Linked DNA regions of Mus musculus: regions 2 and 3 are each linked to region 1. A link is a contact called in public HiChIP or PLAC-seq data. All regions are on one chromosome and are shown on one strand. The core of a region is the stretch at or near the end of the contact, and the rest is flanking DNA. Distances in the headings are between cores, read along the strand shown. Region 1 holds the start of Anxa13 (annexin A13). Region 2 overlaps Fer1l6 (fer-1-like 6 (C. elegans)). Region 3 overlaps Fer1l6 (fer-1-like 6 (C. elegans)).

Region 1 (2,811 bases), core at 190-2,689:
GGGAGAGGGGAAGGGAGAGGGAGGGGGAGAAGGAAGTAGGGACCTGGGGATTCAAAAATGAAATCCACAAAAATTCTGCTCCAGTCTCAAAAGGCAACTGCCCTGATCAGGAGTGGTTTTTCAAGGGACAAAATGCAGGTGCTGGACTGGTGGTCTCCTAAAATCCCTTGTGTCCATTTAAAGAATTATATTGTAATGTAATTAGTTTTTTATTCCTGGGAAAGGCAGTGAATACATAACTCATAATCTTGGCTAGCTGGAAAAAGGCTATTTGCATATGAGTTAAACTTAACAACCCTCTGAAAACAGTACTTTAATACAAGTAAAGGCAAACTCTTATAAACAAGGCTAGTGTGCAGAAAAAAAATTTAGATTTTTACTCCCTTTACCCCTAGTGTCATGTTCTATAAATATCTATATTAAGTTTATTGTGTATATGAAATATCACCATAAAAAGTTACCATGGCTGCAACATGACCTCATCCAGGTTCTTACTGGCTAGCTTCAGATATTCATATCTCAGCACAGAAAAATCTGATGCAAAGGCACATTTCACTAATGTGTAGGATATAAAGTAATGCAAACTAGATAATCAGAGTGGAATGGGCTAGGGCAGTGAGTGGGAGAAAGAGGAATTACTGATCAATAGACAAAATTTCATTTAAGAAAGAAGCAGAAGTTGTAGGTCTGCTTCTGAATATTATACTTGTAGCCAGTAAAACTGTTATTGTACACTTAAAATTTGTTAAGATGGCAGGTCCCATGTTAAGCAGTATTACTAAAATAAATGGTTTTCAAAACAAGGGAAAACTCTCATTCAATTCTTATCTACCTTATGGAACAAAGATTCCAAATGGTGAGTGTTTTGGTCAGTTTTTCTGTCGATTCAGACATGCTATTTGTAAGCCTAGACATTTTAGAAGTAAAAAAGGAAACATTTAGTCGATTTCGTGAACAATTGCAAATATCTGGGTGCTGGGCAATAACACTGGAGGATTTTCACCTTGTAGTCTAAACTAGATGGCCTCACAGGAGTGTCTTTATCTCGCTGTACTCATATTTCCAACAGGACCTCATCTGTCCCACAGACTCTGAACAGGAATAGTCTCTGACGATTTGCACAATTTCGCCACAGTTAAAAGCTTTACCTATGCATTCTACAAATAAATGCTAGCCATTTGCTCACTGCCGTGAGGCAATCTTTATTGGGTTATATTAAACACCTTTTTAAAAAGCACAGGACACTCTTGCTAATACTAGCCACGAGGGGACTATTAAAGCGATAAAGCATGAAGGTATCAACTATGAGCTCACAGCTGGATTCTTTCACAAGATAACCAAACAGAAAACGGAGTCCCAAAGGCAGTTAGTTAATACTTACATGACGATTCCCCATTTCCTCTTCTCTGGGATGACTGCCCTGGGTTTCTTCAAGAAGAGACTAGTCCTCCCACAGACCAAGTTTATAATGGATTTTGCAGGGCACACTATCTCCTGCGTTTAATAAGTAACTTTTGGCATTGGATTTGAATACACTGTTGGGGATGGGTAGGGAGTGGCGATGGCTCTGAATGTGCTCTAGCTATGCACGCTGGACGGGCAGGCCATCCGAGAGACCGTACACCCAGGGAACGAACCGGAGCTTAGACTCTTTAAAGTTGAATTAATTTATCACAACTAAAGGGCTAAGCTCCACTTGCTTCTAATAGTTGAAAGAATTTGAAAAGATTATTTTGCCTTTTCCCCATCTTGATGGAGAAAGGTTCTCATCGTATAGCCCAAACTAGACTTGAACTGGAAGAAAGCCTCCTGTTTCAGCTCTAGAGTGTTGATGTTATCATCATTTACTACCACTCTTGGCATTACAATCATTTTCTTAATTAATTGGTCTTAATCATTTCTTAATCTTACCTATGTGCGTGTGCATGTGTGTATGTGTGCATGTCGTCATGGAGAACACATGAAGGTCGGAGGACAAGTCAGCTCTCTCCTGATATGTGCGTCTGGGGGAATCAAACTCAGGTGGTCAGCATTGGCAGCAGGCACCTTTACCTGCAGATGCATCTCAATAGCCCCAAGTGTGTGTGTGTGTGTGTGTGTGTGTGTGTGTGTGTGTGTGTGTGTAATAATAAAAGCATTGCTGAAAGTACACTCCTTAAATGTCAGCACTTGGGAGGCAGAGGCAGGCAGATCTGTGTGACTTTGAAGACAGTTTGGTCTACACAGTGAGTTCTAGGTTAGCCAGTGCTACATAATGAGACCTGTCTTAAAACCCATGGTCATCATCAGCATCATAGCATTAACCAAGCAGACTGAAACTCCATTTTATTTATATCACTATTCTTATTTTGTTATAGATAATTTTTTATGATACATGGAGTTGTACTGGATCATCATTCTTTTTTTTTAAGACTTATTTTTTTAGTTTATGTATATGAATACACTGTTGCTCTCTTCAGACACACCAAAAGAGGACACCGGATCCCATTACAGATGGTTGTGAGTCACCATGTGGTTGCTGGGAATTGAACTCAGGACCTCTAGAGGAACAGTCAGTGCTCTTAACCACTGAGCCATCTCTCCAGCCCCCAAGGGTCATCATCATTCTTACAATCTGAATAGTTTTTAAATAATAATAATAATAATAATAATAGCTGCCAGTCTGAGTAACTTTTTTTTTCAACAAAAAGATGACCATTAAAAGTAAGCCTACTGAGTTCTCAGTTTCTTCTTCTAGAGGCTTGCTTCTGTGACTCCTTCTAAAAATGGTCTATACATACGTGCCAATGTCCATTTCCCCACTTGCCTCTC
Region 2 (2,700 bases), core at 113-2,612, 160 kb after region 1:
CTGCGGGGGACTTTCCTACGTTGAGAGGTCTCTCTCACACTCCAGAGTGTAAGCCCCAGAGGAAGGGGCCCATGGTCTGTTAGTTTCCTCTCCAGCATCCAACCTTGCACATTGTTTCACTTTTTGAGGTACCTAAGGATGCTTACTGCAATCTGCATCTAATGCCAGAAGCTCTGCATACATAAGGCTCAGTCATCTGCAGAGAATAGGCATTTATTTTATCTTGTTGCTGCAAGGCTACAAGCCACTCAACCCGGCACTAGTGTTTCCTCGGCTGACCCTTTGGTCTGGCTTTGGCCTGAGTTTCCTGACTGAGACCACAGTAAACAAGGTTCCTCTTCATCCAGCTCTTCTCTATTGCTACAGAGAATCAAATGTGGCCATGCCTGGGAGTGGGCTGATGGAGTCTCTCTCTATGGTGTTTTGTTTTGTTTTGTTTGTCTTGTTTTGTTTTGTTTTTGGCATAGTTGTCTGGTTAAAACCAGAACCCAAAAATGTCAAAGCTGGAAAGCACATTAGAAATAATTCGGTTGATGCACTTCTAGTTGAGTCTCAGAGGTCCTGGGAACAGCTACTGGGATGCCCTAGGGGAAAGCCTCATTTCCATCGCTCAGAATGACACCCGGAAAGCTTAAAACAAATGAGCTTTTGGCATAGAGTGTGTCATTTTGAGACTTTTCCCTTCCCAATATCTAGTTCTGCTTTGATTCACAGGTAGAAATTCCTAGATGATGAGATTTTTAAAAATACAAATACATACATTCTTATGCGTGCACACATATACATACACAAGTGCACACATTTGAACACATGCACACATGCAAGCATGCACACACAAGCACATACACACACACACGTGAGAGAGAGAGAGAGATATTCAATATATACTTGCATCTATAAAAAGAACCTGATTGCTTTAAACAGTTTTGAAGACCCTTTCCTCATATAATCATCATTTTATAGAAGGAAAAAGATCAGGAAAATCTTTCTGACTCACTTAAGCTTCCTTAGGCTGTGACAGGCACAGGGCTGGGGCACTGTTGTGTTTATCTTCCTAATGACTTTATGGTATATCAGGCACCAGCCCTGCCTTAACTATAGATAAGGAAAACATAGACCCACGGCAAGGTAAGTAAGGTGCACATGTGTGGCAACCTTGGGTCATCGGGCACTGTTCCCATGAATGACATCAGCATCCTCCCCTTAGGATGGGCAGATCTGAGGGTATGACTACAGTCCACTCACTTGACTTTGCTAAGTTCTTATAAATCTGTTTCCTTGGGGCTCCCTAGTGACCTGCTCTCCCTACAGTAGGTAAGTTGGTAGCTTAACACATGCGTTCTTTCACGGTTATGATGCCTAGATGCCTGATCCATGAGTCAGCATCTGTGGGCCAAAAACCTGAAGAACCTTTCTTCCCCTTCCAACTTCTGCATCACTCAGCATTCTGTCACTATGACAAAATTCCTGAGGTGACCATCTGATAAGGGAAAGATGTATTTTTAGCTCACAGTTTCAGTCCATGGATGCTTGGTTCTTAGGCAGCAGAAGAACCAAACATTGTAGGAATTCATTGTAGAGTAATAGCAGGGCAGGCCAGGATCCCGACCTCTACTGCATAGACATGCCCCTGGTTACTTAACTCCCTTCCACTAGGCCCCACATCTTACAGGTCTCCTACCTTTTAGGCATGGCATGATTTGACCACCAGAAATTCAACACATGACCTTGGGGACATTTAAGATCTAAACCATAACAAGGTGGGGTGAGGCTGTACTGTTCCTTGCTTTGTGATAGTTAGGGGTCAGGCTAATCTTTGTCTCCAGAGTCCCACAGCTGTCTTTGGCCCTGTTTAAAAATCTCTGTCTGCTCCTTCTTGTGATGATGCATATGATTGCAATGAGGTCCCACATGATAACACAGCATCATCTCCTTGTCTCCTTAGCCACTCCTGTGTCTGCAGTGGCTCCTACCGGCCCTGCTCAGCTTTCACTCTATGGACTTGTAGGATCCAGGGATGAGACCCTGTCTTTTTACAGCATGAGATTTTTGCTGTTAGAAGCTGGCTAGCACACTCAAGAATGACCACTCACTGGGATCTTGCCTCGGGTTTCCCGACTGTTTCATTTATTTTGGGAGACTGTTTTTGTCAAGGTCTTGGATAGGTTTCCTTAGTCTGTACATCTGTTTGTTTGAACCTTCTATCCCTTCTTACAAAGGAATGGATACACACACATTAAACTATGCATCTGTCTGCCTGGCTTTTCTGTTAATACCATATCTGATTCAATAGTGGTAGGGGCTCCGGTGCCTTCCATCGTGGTGGGCAGAAAGTGGAGGCTTGTTTACCATCATATACTTAACAAAAATCCTCTTTCTTCATTTGTTTCTCTAGATGGTAACGAGTCTGAAATACCACAGAAAGGACCTTCTCATCAGGAAGGTCCAGAAGACTTGACTAAGGACGATGCTTTCCTTGCACCCGGTCCCTCGGCTCCTTCAAAGAGAAGGTATGGTGTTTGTATAGTTAGCCCACTCACTTTGCACCCTGGGTATGCCAGGCTCCCAGAAGACTGGAGAGACCTAGTTTCTGTCCACCAGGAGCCAAAGGGCTAAGATGGGAAGAGAGTTCTGTGTTCATTCAACTTCTCTCAGAGTGGCAACCTTCAGATGCTGGCCAGCCTTCAGCACAATTCTGGT
Region 3 (2,700 bases), core at 155-2,654, 180 kb after region 1:
GTTCCCTTGCTCGAACCTCCAGACAAGCTCCCAAGATCTTGGCAGAGGCTATGATCTTTTGAAGGTTTCACAGGACAGAAGGACCCATCTCCCAAGATGGCTGCCTGATACTCAGGAGGCCTTAGTACCTTGTTGGTTATTGATATGAGAATGCAGTTCCTTACTCTGGAGGCCTCCCATAAATTCTGATAATCCTTATGACTTGGTAGTTGGTTGCCTTCCCCGAAGGTGGTGACCTAAGAGAGAGAATGGCCATGACCAAGCCATGACACCACAGGCTGACATTTCTACTGTGCTCCTTCTTCTTGTAAGGAACAAATCCTCTGTCTCCCGCAGCCAGAGTAGATCAACCCTTTCTTGCTATGTGTTTTTTAATTTTTCAACTTCCCAGGGTCACAGAGCCCAGTGTCACTGTCAGCAGAAACTTCCTGCACATCTGGATGCTGGGAGACCCTCTTTTGTCTTTTCCTCTTCTGTCTCATTACGTGCCAAAGCTTCTTTCTCCTCTGCCAAACTCCCACAGAGCATAGCCAGCCTGGGGAATGTGAGCATTTTTAAAGTCTTGCTCACCATGGGCAAGAGTAAACAGAGAGCCCAACTCCATGGAGCTTATGCTGTGGAAGGAGAGAGAATGTATGCAAAAATATATACAACAGGAAGATGGAAGTGAGGGGCATGTTAGGAACTACATATTGCTGTTATTTATGGCATGAGAAAGATTGCTATTTAAAAAATTTTGGCCTTTTGTGTGGGACCGCTGGATTTAAATTGTATCAGTATGGTACAGAGGCTAGTGTGCAACAAGACATGCTTACCTCTGTTTGATTCTTTGGGCAGACGACTTGACCCCTATGCTAATTGCTTTTCTCTTTGCTGAGACAAAACTGACTAAAATCAGTCTCAAGAGAGGGGGTTTAAGGTTCAAAGTTTGAAGACACAGTCCATCATAGTGGGGAAAGCATAGCAGCAGGGGCCTGCGGAAGCTGGTTACATTGTATCCACAGTCAGGAAGCAGAGAGATGAACATTGAGGCTCAGCTCTTGTGAGCTCAGTACACATTAAGTAACAATTATTTCTCCGGTTCAAGGCATACTTCCAGAATTGGGGGGTTGGGGCTAGAAATTGGAACTTGAAGGATGTGAAAGATTAAAAGATAATTCAAACTATTGAGATATTTACTGTAATTATAATTTGTAGGGCTTATATGTCTGCTCTTCACAAGTGGTCCAGGTCTTATTGTGAGACTTTTGTCACAGATAAGGAAAGTAACAGCCAGAGGATGGATGGCACTTGCTCAAAGTCCAGTACCTGGCAGCTGAATTGCTGCCACATCTGTCATCTTTGAGGCCTGTTTTCCCTCTAGTCTCTGTGGTTTTTACCCTCCTCCCAGAGAGTAAACTCAGCCCCCAAACTGCAAGATAAGAGGCTGATAGGTACTGACTAAGTCTTACACTCTGCTCTGCCCTGCTCTCTGTTTCTGGTCAAAAAGAAAACATTTCCTGGATTTTCCAATGTCACAGGAAAGGTCACCTCTCACCCAATTATCTGAAATCTGTTGCTTCTTTTAGGGGCCTACTTCAGGACTCTTGTTCTGTTCACCCCATGTCTGTGGGGCCACAGCTGTTTTGTTCTCTTAGCTTACTGCTAAGGAATTTAAGCCCTGCTCTTCTTTCCTTGGACTTTAGTAAATCCAGCTGCAAAGCCAGAGAACCCTTTTATACCTCTTCACCTCACTCAGAATCTTCACTCAGAAATAATTCCCCATTAGGAAGAGCTACTTGCAAAGAACTGAGTATTACCCTATGGTGTACTGGTTGGCTCTCAACCTTTCTAATGCTGTAATCCTTTAATAAACTTCCTCGTCTTATGGTGACCCCTCCCCCCCCCAACCATAAATTACTTTCATTGCTACTTCCTGATTGGAACTCGGCTACTGTTAAGAATTGTAACGTAGATATATTTGGGAGATAGAGGTTTGCCAAAGGGGTCATGGCCCACAGGTTGAGAACCACTGCCGCATGACCTGCCACACTCCAGTCTTCCAGATTACCTGTAGGTTTTTTGACCATGCAGTCTTGGTAAAGAATAGGTCTTAAGCCATAGCTGACTTAGTCTTGCTGTGTGACCTTGGAAGCCCCTTAGTCTTTTTGCACTTTATTTTATAAAGCTAAACACTAGAGGTTGGAGTAGAGAGCTCTAATGTCCTTTCAATATAAAAGCATTTCTGACTCAGATACAAGTGGATCCCTTCCAATAGTTTTCAGTGTGTCCGGCACCCCAGATACACAGGATTGATTGAAGCTTTTGCTATGCCTAACACTTCCCTCTTTTTATGAGTTTCCTAATTGCCCTACAGTGTTATTACTGTGAAGAGACACCATGACCAAGGCAATTCTTATAATGGCAAACATTTCATTGTAATTGGGGCTGGCTTATAGCATTATCATCATAGCAGGAAGCACGGCAGTGTGCAGACAGGCATGGTGTTGGAGGAGCCAAGATTTCTACATCTTCATCTGAGGTTAGCCAGGAGGAGACTATCTTCTGCAGGCAGCCAGGAGGAGACTCTTCCACACTTAAGCACTAGCAGACCTAAAAGCCCACCCCCACAGTGACACACGTCCTCCAACAAAGCCACACCCATCCAATAAGGCCACACCTCCTAATAATGCCAGTCCCCATGGGCCAAGCCTATGGGGG

What was found. HiChIP or PLAC-seq counts read pairs in DNA pulled down with a chosen protein or histone mark.
Region 2: a contact with region 1 is called in a FOXA1 HiChIP or PLAC-seq map of pancreatic cancer cells. The contact joins the enhancer-like site here to the promoter of Anxa13 in region 1. A contact is called at or near these places in 6 of 39 promoter capture datasets (the HPC-7 cell line, embryonic stem cells, liver and 2 more) and 1 of 115 datasets of contacts at active chromatin or transcription factors (pancreatic cancer cells).
Region 3: an HNF4G HiChIP or PLAC-seq map of pancreatic cancer cells shows a contact between it and region 1. The contact joins the enhancer-like site here to the promoter of Anxa13 in region 1. A contact is called at or near these places in 1 of 39 promoter capture datasets (pre-B cells), 2 of 15 datasets of contacts at CTCF or cohesin (embryonic stem cells and pro-B cells), 24 of 484 Hi-C or Micro-C datasets (the MNK3 cell line, bone marrow-derived macrophages, conventional dendritic cells and 11 more) and 1 of 115 datasets of contacts at active chromatin or transcription factors (pancreatic cancer cells).

Annotation. Positions count from the first base shown.
Region 1 is chr15:58,387,835-58,390,645 of GRCm38.p6, forward strand. Anxa13 (annexin A13) reads right to left here and starts at 1,440. Exons shown (of 8, transcript NM_027211.2): 1 at 1,382-1,440. The coding sequence starts at 1,396.
Region 2 is chr15:58,545,924-58,548,623 of GRCm38.p6, forward strand. Fer1l6 (fer-1-like 6 (C. elegans)) reads left to right here. Exons shown (of 41, transcript NM_001370912.1): 3 at 2,396-2,510. Among named protein-coding and RNA genes, the nearest start is that of Fer1l6, 37 kb to the left of the region's middle. Within about 2 kb of position 1,363, at least 20 of the 459 cell types and tissues checked have an H3K27ac peak or open chromatin away from gene starts, as enhancers often do. A contact at or near this core is called in pancreatic cancer cells, where this site is marked.
Region 3 is chr15:58,565,802-58,568,501 of GRCm38.p6, forward strand. The region is part of intron 11 of Fer1l6 (fer-1-like 6 (C. elegans)); the gene reads left to right. Among named protein-coding and RNA genes, the nearest start is that of Gm36451, 30 kb to the right of the region's middle. Within about 2 kb of position 1,405, at least 18 of the 459 cell types and tissues checked have an H3K27ac peak or open chromatin away from gene starts, as enhancers often do. A contact at or near this core is called in pancreatic cancer cells, where this site is marked.